Linked DNA regions of Rattus norvegicus: regions 1 and 3 are each linked to region 2. Evidence: chromatin contacts called from public Hi-C data. All regions are on one chromosome and are shown on one strand. Each heading gives the region's core, a stretch centred on a gene start, on an enhancer-like site or on the middle of the called end of the contact. The rest is flanking DNA. Distances are from core to core; before and after follow the strand shown. Region 1 holds the start of Bcl2l13 (Bcl2-like 13). Region 2 holds the start of Pex26 (peroxisomal biogenesis factor 26). Region 3 overlaps Bid (BH3 interacting domain death agonist).

Evidence for each region. Hi-C and Micro-C count contacts between places; a contact is called where the count stands out from the background.
Region 1: a Hi-C map of liver shows a contact between it and region 2, with 2.9 times the contacts expected there. The contact joins the promoter of Bcl2l13 here to the promoter of Pex26 in region 2.
Region 3: a Hi-C map of liver shows a contact between it and region 2, with 6 times the contacts expected there. The contact joins the enhancer-like site here to the promoter of Pex26 in region 2. A contact is called at or near these places in 10 of 12 Hi-C or Micro-C datasets (the A7r5 cell line, the Rat2 cell line, Schwann cells and 6 more).

What each region holds. Positions count from the first base shown.
Region 1 is chr4:155,726,326-155,729,608 of GRCr8, forward strand. It overlaps Bcl2l13 (Bcl2-like 13), which reads left to right and starts at 1,972. Exons shown (of 7, transcript NM_001398849.1): 1 at 1,972-2,121.
Region 2 is chr4:156,085,289-156,088,605 of GRCr8, forward strand. Pex26 (peroxisomal biogenesis factor 26) reads left to right here and starts at 1,705. Exons shown (of 5, transcript NM_001106618.2): 1 at 1,705-2,238. The coding sequence starts at 2,021.
Region 3 is chr4:155,793,253-155,796,595 of GRCr8, forward strand. It overlaps Bid (BH3 interacting domain death agonist), which reads right to left. Exons shown (of 6, transcript NM_022684.2): 2 at 1,578-1,642; 3 at 250-463. The coding sequence starts at 1,589. Among named protein-coding and RNA genes, the nearest start is that of Bid, 13 kb to the right of the region's middle. Within about 2 kb of position 1,724, at least 15 of the 93 cell types and tissues checked have an H3K27ac peak or open chromatin away from gene starts, as enhancers often do. A contact at or near this core is called in liver, where this site is marked.

The sequences.
Region 1 (3,283 bases), core at 722-3,221, 360 kb before region 2:
ACGATGATCTTGAACATGTGACCTTCTTATCCACTCCTGAGGCTTGCTCTTTCTAAGGGCTCAAGTTTGATTCTCAACACCCACACGACAGCTCATCAACATTGGTAACTCCAGTTCCAGATGACCTAACCCCTTCTTCTGACCTTTTCTGACACTAGGCCCCCACAGGGTGCACAGTCGTACATGTAGTAAGCAAAACACCTATAGGAAATTAAATAAAATAAAAAAAATAGAAATGTTCAAAAGGGTTAGGATCATAGTTCTGTTTGTAGATTGTGTGCCCCTGAGTTCTATCCCCAGCAACACATATGCATGCTAGCCTATACCTGAGACCTCAGCACTCAGGAGGGCAGAGGCAGGATGAGAGATTCAAGGACATTGGAGGGTACAGAGCAAGTTTGAGGTCAGCATGGAACACAGCCCCCCCCCCCCCCCGAAAAAAAAAAAAACAAGAGCATATAATTAAATGGAATTCGGGATATTTGTAATTGTGCCGCCATCATCACTGTGAATTTTAAACATTTTAACCCCCTCCTCCAAACATAGCCACTAGAAGTCACGTTCCATCCGTTTGTACTGGTTGTTTTGCTTTGAAATGTGTGTGTATGGGAGGTGGGGTTGGGCAATGTGGTCAGAGAAATCTACTTGCTAGAGCTGGTTTTTGTCTTCCACTACGTGTGCTCCAGAGATCCTACTCAGATCATTTAGGCTTACAGCAAGCACTTTTGCAACCTGAGCCATTTCCATGGCCCCAGTCAGTTTTGTAATCAATCTTTTATTTTTTTTAAAGATTTATTTATTTACTATATATGAGCACACCATAGTTGTCTTCAGACACACCAGAAAAGGGCATCAGATCTCATTACAGATGGTTGTGAGCCACCATGTGGTTGCTGGGATTTGAACTCGGGACCTCTGGAAAAGCAGTCAGGGCTCTCAACGGCCAGTTCTGTAATCAATCTTTTATTTCTTTTTAAAGATAGGATTACACTGTGTAGCCTTGACTGCCTGAAAATAACTTTGGAGACCAGGCCAGACTCCAATTTATGGTAATCCTCCTGCCTCAGCCTTCTGAGTGTTGGGATTACAGGCCTGTATAAGCAGCTGGACACATTCATCATTTCTGATCTTACTGGTCTCCTAGCTCCTAATCTTCGGTGCTGTCTGAGTTACTGTGTTACTTCATCTCAAGAACACAGGCTGGAACACAAACTGCCTAGTGCAGGGCGCATATCTTGCCTAGGTATCTTGCCTTTTTATGCGATCATCATCTAAAAACTTCTTGCTGGACAACGAAATTTATCATGTTTTAAGTAAATCTATTCTTTTCTTTCTGGTTGTGAAAGCATTCAGTTTATCTTGGACCACAGGTTGGCCATGCTTTCGTGGAGTAAAGAAACAAAACATAAGCACAAATAATCCAGGTAGCTTGCCAGGCAGTGTGAGTAAGAAATGGATTACTACTAAAAGATTTCCTTCATCACCACGGTGCCCGAGTTGTCTCTACTTAAGTCATTCCACCCTGACTTTAAGTTGCTTTTCTTTCAGGACAATCTCCTGGTATGTGGCTATGAACCCAAAGTCGGCAGCACTGGGAAGTGAAGACTTGACTGTCAACCCGAGAGCTTTAGCTCTTCAGGAATGAATGCACAAGTCTACAGAACTGAGCCTCTAAGATGCCACCTGCTTCTTGTCCCACACAGGGGTGAGCAGGCGGGCAGTGTCTTCCTTATCTTCCTTCGCCCTACCAAGCACCAGAAATGACTTGGTGAGGATACTTATGAAGTCCAGGAATCCAGGAATGAGCCGCTCTTGGAAAGAGAGGCAAAGGGCAACTTCGTTTACAGGTCACGCTTGCGCAAACTGACCAGCAAGCATCAGTGACCCTGCTTTTGTTTTCCAGTTGACAGAGCCAACGGCTTCCGGCTTGGCTCCACGGCCGGCCCCGCCCCCACGCCGCCCGTGACGGAAGCGCGTCAGGGTGACCTCACCGTCCAACATGGCGGCGGCGGTAGATTAGGTCTGCGGGTCGAACCAGCCACCGCTGCTCCTGTACCCTGTGGGAAGCACCTGCTGCCACCGCCGTCTCCTTCGTCCCTTCTACTGCAGGGCCGGAGCCAGGTGAGGAGAGTGGGACTCCCGGGAGGCCCTGGTGGGTGGCGGAGCGGTTTCCTCCCACTGAGGAAGGGGTCTTAGAGACCACCGAGCTGACCACCGTGTTGCCCAGCGCGCGGGAGAGATCAGGAGGGGAGGGAAGGAGGCTCATGCGGCTCCGCCGAGGCTTCTTGGAATTTCTGGGGAGCTATTTGGGACTAATCCGACCTATCCAGTGTGCCCCGACTCCGGGCGGCTTTTGAACGGGCTGTGTGGCTGCCTGAGGCACTGAAACTCCTCACCCTTGCTCTACATTGTGTTCTTCACACAGATCTCGGTGTTGAGAACCAGGGTCTGGTTTGGGGGTTTGGGGGTGGGTAGACTAGGAAGCGTGAATTCTTGCTTAGAGGAGGGAAGCATGTGCCATTCACTGAGAACGTTTATAGATTAGCTCTGGTCGTGGTGTCTTGTCACAGTGTTAAGGCTTGTTTCTCGGTCTTAGCACTGCCGTTTTGACACCCATTCCCATTCCCACTCCACCCCCAACCCCAAGACAAAACAAAACTAGGTCTTCTTACCCCATGAAGGCAATACCTTTCACAGTAATTCGTTTTGTTTTGTTTTGTTTTCTTTTTAAAAACCCTCCTCACATTCCCACGGGATCCCACATTTCTTGCCTTCATTATAGTACTGTGAAGAAGGAAGCCCAGGCTTTCAAAGTTGGGGATTTTACTTAGGGATAAAAATTGAAGGGATCTGCCCAGAAGTTCACATGCTTTCGACTGATATCTCTGTTAAGCAATTCACCATTCCCATGCACAAGTGTTTATCTAAAAGATCTGTTTTACTTTCTGTGTTTAGAAGTTTTGAACCATGCTGACAGGCCCCTCTTTTTCTGATATTAAAAAAAAAGTTTTTGCAAAATTTCCAATATTCCCCTTGGAGGCTTGGTATAAACCAGACTGTTGATGCTCTCTGCCCTAACTTGTGTGACCTTAAATGAATTGCCACACCCTTGAAATACCTTTCTTCCATTTTGTTTTAACACATAAAAAGTTGGGCAAGTGTGTGGGTTGTGAACCACTTATATTTCATACACACAGCTGGATAAATGTATCCTGGATGTTTATAGCAGTGAATTGAAAATATTTAAACTGTTTTTCTACAAAGTCCCTTGGCTCTGGATGAT
Region 2 (3,317 bases), core at 455-2,954:
GAAAATTAAACAATATATATATTTTTAAACAAGTTACATCCTGGTTCTTTCACCTTACACGGTCACAGAACCAGGCTTTAACAGACTTGACATTTCTGTCTCAGCTGTGTGACGACCTTCTGCAGGCATTTAAAGGCTGCTGTGTCAGTGTTAGCAGTGAAAGAACAGCAATGTATGAATGAGCTGAGGCGGTCTTGGCCTAGCGCCTAGCTGTCTTACCCAGTCACTAAGGGAGCAAGGGATTCTACAAAAGCTTGGGAGAGAGTTCAGAAGACAGAGAACCACTAAGGCTGAGTATAAATGTGGAGGAGTGGGGTTGGGGATTTAGCTCAGTGGTAGAGCACTTGCCTAGCAAGCACAAGGCCCTGGGTTCAGTCCCCAGCTCCGAAAAAAAAAAAAAAAAAAAAAAAAAGAAAAAAGAAAAAAGAAAAAAAATGTGGGAGAGTTAGGAAATCCTGTCAGAAGAGCCCAGATACTGGTGATTTATGAGTCTGTGTAAAATGATTTAATAGGAAGCCAGGCAGGATAGTGCACTCCTTTAATCCCAGTACTAGGGAGGAAGAGGCAGACTGATCCTTGAGTTCGAGACCAGCCTGGTTTACAGAGTGAGTTCCTGGAAAGCCAAGGCTATACAGAGAAATGCCATCTCAACGAACAATATAAATACAACACATGAAAATATACATATATATTTATTTTTACATATCACATACATAAAACATCAGTTCTTACATTGGTCCAGTACTGTATTGAAGAATTGCATGACAACACGCGTGCATGGCTTTATTTTTATGACATCCTTATTTACACATACAACACAGGATCCAGGAGTTTGTGTAACTCACTTGTGTGTTGCTGGTTCATCTGCTGAATACAAATAACAGATCAGTTTTTTTTTTTTTAAAAGACTTTATTTTTTTTTTTTTTAAATTTATTTATTATATATACTATAGCTGTCTTCAGATACACCAGAAGAGGGCATCAGATCTCCTTACAGATGGTTGTGAGCCACCATGTGGTTGCTGGGAATTGAACTCATGACCTCTGGAAGAGCAGTCGGGTGCTCTTAACCGCTGAGCCATCTCTCCAGCCCCCATAACAGATCAGTTTTACCTGACACTCCATTCCGCCCTGACACTCCTTTCAGCCAAAAAAAAAAAAAAAAAAGTGCTTTCTTTGGTTTAACAATGTTTTCGTGACTTATTTGTTGTGTGACCTATCTCATCTGTAAATAGAATAATAGTTGTCCTTAACTCATAGAGATGAATAAATGAGACAGAAAGCGTTTTTGCACTCTGCCACACTTTATAGCATCATCGAACCCAGGAAAAGGAAATAGCCAGCTCCAGAGTTTTCCTTTTCTTTTTCTTCTTTTCCTGAGGTTACGAATAAAGGTGCAGGCAGCTCCACCTCCTTACTGAAATTTCCTCCGTCCGTCCTCTTCCGGTTAGCGAGGAATGGATCTTATTTCACAGGACAAAGGCATTTCACTAATGTTTCAGCTTCCCCATCTTTCCCACCGCGAAGCTGGTGATCTGGTGAGTTATTTCTGGAAGATGACAGTCTCTGGGAGCCAGAGGTTCCCCGAAGCTTCACAGGCCCAAGAAGCCAGGACTACAATTCCCAGAATCCTGAGCTCCAGGGCGCGCGCGTGCGCCGTAGTGGCGAAGGGAGTGGGGCGGAGTTGTCTATGGCCGTGAGTTCCCTGTGCACGTCTCTGTTGTCCCCCTCTCTACTCTGGGTGCTTCGGTGCTTCTAGCACAGGTCTATGGGTAGGAGGAACTAGTGCTGGGCCTTCCTTCGACAGCTTCTTAAGTTTTGAACAGGCCAGTCCCTCAAAGGTTAGGCTGTGCCTGGGTCCAGCGCCTTCATGTTCCTTCCCTAGAAAAAGATCTGGAGAGGCGTGGAGAGGAAGAGTGAGAGGCTTACGGGTCATTTACCAGGCCTACTCCGGATTTCCAGGAAGCTCCGAAGCTGTCCTCCTGACGTGTGAAGAAACCTGGTCGAAGCCAGGCTGGCTATGAAGAGCGAAGCTTCGACTTCTGCAGCCCCTTTGAAAGGGCTCGTGGGCCCTCTGCGGAGCAGCGAGCCCGCGCTCGCCCTCCCGGCTGTGTCACCCGCGGTGCACCTGCTGGAAGAGGCGGCCGACCTGTTGGTGGTGCACCTGGACTTCCACGCCGCACTAGAGACTTGCGAACGAGCCTGGCAGAGCCTGGCGGAGGAGCCCGCGAGTGGCACGTACGTGCTGGGCTGTGTTCCTTTTTGGGGAGGAGCTCGGTCTCAGAATTTCTGGCATTGCGAGATTGCGCCAAACACCTTGCCCTCCCTAGGGGATCCTCTCTGAGAGAGCCTGGTTGCTCATCCTGCACCCACAATACTGCACACTGAAGTCAAATCATGCAACAGTTTGGAGGGGCGCCACAGCCAATTCTTTACAGTGCAGGAGGACAGGGTGGACGTGTGTTAAGTGTTCAGTCGTGAGGAAGTTAAGTAAGCAGGTAGCAGCCTCCTTTAGGAACCCTCCTATAGGGTTGGGGATTTAGCTCAGTGGTAGAGCGCTTGCCTAGGAAGCGCAAGGCCCTGGGTTCGGTCCCCAGCTCCGGGGAAAAAAAAAAAAAAAAAAAAAAAAAAAAAGGAACCCTCCTATTGGGGTTGGGGATTTAGCTCAGTGGTAGAGCGCTTGCCTAGGAAGCGCAAGGCCCTGGGTTTGGTCCCCAGCTCCGAAAAAAAAAAAAGAAAAAAAAAAGAGGAACCCTCCTATTTATTCCTGGCCTTGGCAGATCATGGAAAATGGGTGTGTGGGGTGGGGGTGGGGGTACACTGTTCTGGTATTGTTGAAGGACTGGGTGAATTGCCTTTAGGAAACCCTTTCTTTAGATTGCTCTTTCTAATGCATTGGCCTCCTCTGGCAGCTGGGGGCACCATTTCTCTGTGGAGTATAAACCTTCACGGTGAGGAGGGAGTAGGCACAGTAGTCAGAGTTGACAGCAGAGAAACAAAAACTGGAGAGACTTGACTGTGCTTTTAGGGAGTATAAAGGGTGCACATTGAATGTTGAGGGCTTTGCTTTGTGGCCCTTGGATATAGTTTTTTTTTTTTTTAAAGATTTATTTTATTTATTTCATGTATGTGAGTACACTGTCACTGTCCTCAGACACACCAGAAGAGGGCATCAGATCCATTACAGATGGTTGTGAGCCACCATGTGGTTGCTAGGAAATTGAACTCAGGACCTCTGGAAGAGCAGTCAGTGCTCTTAACCACTGAGCCATCTCTCCAGCCCTTAGATATAGTTTTACTTTTTATTTATTTTTATT
Region 3 (3,343 bases), core at 474-2,973, 290 kb before region 2:
GCTCCAGGCCTGAACTTAGAACTCATCCAGAGGAAGAGCTGTCTAATTAGTTGTCCCGATACAGGAGGTGGTGAGCTGGACAGTACTGGGGGGCAATCAAGCAGAGATCACAGGACAGGAGTCACGTGACAGGCGCACACACAAGAACCTGCCAATATAAGGGGAGAGACTGAACCCCAAAGACCCTCGAGGCCTTTAGGAGTCAGCAGAGCCTTCGTTTGGCACGAGGTGCACAAGACCAGGACCTACCTGGCTCTATTCTTCCATGATAGAAGGAGCGGCTAGCCCGGCTGCCATCTGTCTGCAGCTCGTCTTCACGGTCCCCCTCCAGGTAAACCTGCACGGGCAGCTCCTGCCCCAGTACCTCCAGCTCTTGGTGGAAATCACGGTCATTGTTTCGGAGAAAGCCGAACACCAGCAGGTTTGTGATGTGCTCAGCCCCCAGGCCTGAGCCATTGCTGACCTAAGGTGAAAAGGGAGTCGGTCAGGAAGGCTCACAGGAGCCTGGGTCAGGGCACAGTTGGACCCGAGCCCCACTGGCCTGTGAGAACCAATAACTCCGAGAATCCGAAAGCCTTAGTCAGAGGCCTATGGGCAGAGAAATAGTCTGTGGCATGCTGTCCAGCAGAAGACACCGTGGGTCATCTGGCCACCTTCTAGAGAACCCTCCTGAAGACACCCACAGGGGAGGCTGCTTTGAGGGAAAGGTCCCAGGGACACTGCCTCCGGGGCACCAGGCAAATGCCATCACTTCAGTCGCATCCATGTTTATGTACAGGACTGAGCCTGATTGCACGGGTGCTCGATAAACTCTAAGGCGGAGGCAGCAGGAATGGTCTCGTTCACCGGCCTCTCTGCTAGATCTATGGTGTGACCAAAAGCAGCCCTGGGGGTTGCATAGCAACACCTGCACCATGAGGCCTGCAGGACAACAAAACTTAGAAATGAAACCTGCTTCACTTAATGTCCCTCAACTGTGCACTCAATAGTTATAATAATACTAACTATATTATTTTACCATTAAAAAAAAAAACCCTCAGAAAGTCAGAGACACCTACAATAAGATAACAAGCTCTGACGTGGGGCGGGCATGTCAAATGCCGAGATGGAAGAGAAAATGTCAGCATTACGCTGTGGTCTCAGCCAGATACCACCTAACTTCTGTGTCCCAGCTTTCCTCCCCCGAAGGCAAGGCTACTGGGGAGGAGGGGCACAGGAGCGACCCACTCTCTAGGGGCCCTACAGGGCAGCAGGAGACGTCAGCAGGCTAGAGAGCACTATTGCCAGCACCCAGCTCAGCCCCTGACTGGGGCAGCCTTCCAGATCTTTTCTGTCCAGCCTCTGTGCTGCGACACGTGGCAGACATGTGTTCTATGTCCGCCAGGCTGACGGTCACGCCATTCCATTTTTCTGGAAGGATGTCCCCATTCTGTACCACGTCCCTATCAGATGCCAATGGAGTGAATTCTGTTGGATATCTGAGGCGCATCTTGGCGGACCGGCCAAGCGAGGGGTCGGGTTGCGTCGTTAACAGGGACACCCAGGAAGAACAAGATGAGAAGACGCCAGAGTCTAACCTCAGAGTCCATGACGCAGGCGTGTAGCTCCAACCACCGCTGGCTCACAGAGTCCAGGGAACCACCTGCAAGAGGATAGACACACAGTGTGGGTGGCTGCTCCCGGAAGCGATGCCTCTGTGGGGCCCCATGGGGACACAGGACGCTGTCACATCTGCAGCTGAGCCACACCCACCCACCAGCACTGGCTCTCCGCAGAGCAGAGAGCGGCAGCCCAGTGAGTCAGCTCTGCAGTCTTCCTCCTTGAAGCCTCAGCGGGCACTGAACTGGGCATCCCTGGGCCACTTCTGCAGAACTCAGCTTTGCTTCCAGTAAACCTGACCAAGCTTCTACTCACACCAGGATCACAGGTCTCCCAAACCACCAACCACTTCCTCTTTCTACCCGCAGGACGAGGCGGAGCACACAGTATGTATTCCAACTTAATGGGAAGAAGATATAATCATTTTGAGCCGGCAAGACAGCCTGGCTGGTAAAATGTGCCTGTCATTCAAGTCTTCCGCTCTACCACGACTGACTGGACCAAAGTCATTTATTTAAGAACTGCACTGAAGATGCCCAGGGCGGCTTTGTCCAGTGCAGAGAGAGGCTCTTACATCTAGGTGCTCTGATGGGCTTTGAACTTTTGCACTTTGATCCCTTCGTTAACAAGTGAAGATTCGAATCTTTGTAAAGGCCCTGACCCTGGAGGCAGAGCCCCCTGACACCATAGAGAACGTGAAAGCCAAGACCCAGGATTAGGAGGGCACCTCCTGCCCAACTGGCAGAGGCTCGTCTTTGCAGACAAGCGGCTGAAAGACCACTGTGCTCTCTTTGATCCAGAAAGACTCAGGCCTGCACCTGGTCTTCCACTGAGTTTCCGGTAGGCACTAATGGTATTACTCTACACTAAAACCATCTGTGCATTTAAATTTAGAAATTTTAAGTTTCAGTGCAGCCAGGCTTGGCGGTGCACACCTTTAATTCCAGTACCCGGAGGCAGAAGCAGGCGGATCCTTGAGTTTTCGGCTAGCCTGGGCTGCAAACCAAGTCCCAAGACAGCCAGGACTAGGCAGAGAAACCCTGTCTTGAAACCTGCCCCCTTAGCCCCAACAGAGTTTCAGTAATAGCTGAACCTCTGTTTAAAATGTTAATAAAGGTTTTGTCGCATGGTTAAAAAAAAAGTATATCCATTCACCGTATATACTGTTACTGAGAATGCAAATTAGTATGCCTGCTTTTGAAAATAGTGTGGAGGGCCCTCAAAAAGCTAAAACCAGAAGCAGGCAAGAGAGCGGGTGAATGTGCCTGCCAGCAAGCCGGCTGTCCTGAGGTCCACCCCGGAACAATGTGAAAGGTCAAAGGGGAACCGACGCCAGGCCCCTCTGACCTCCATACCCATGGCCTGACTCCCTCCTATACACACAGTGATGAGTAAAAAACACCGGGGCTGGGGATTTAGCTCAGTGGTAGAGCGCTTACCTAGGAAGCGCAAGGCCCTGGGTTCGGTCCCCAGCTCCGAAAAAAAGAACCAAAAAAATAAATAAATAAATAAATAAAATAAAATAAAATAAAATAAAAACACCGCCTTGCTTGGCATTTCTCATTACACCCAGAATTATTAGACACGGGTGTGAGGGCACTGTGCAATCACCTCATGGTGGTCCTAGCTGTCAATCACTGTCATGGCTGCCAATCTCGGCCACAGCAGAGGCCACTTCTTCCAGAAGCCACCAGGTGGCGTCTTGGGAAGGGAGAGCTGTTTCTGGCCAGAGGGATGTGGGTCA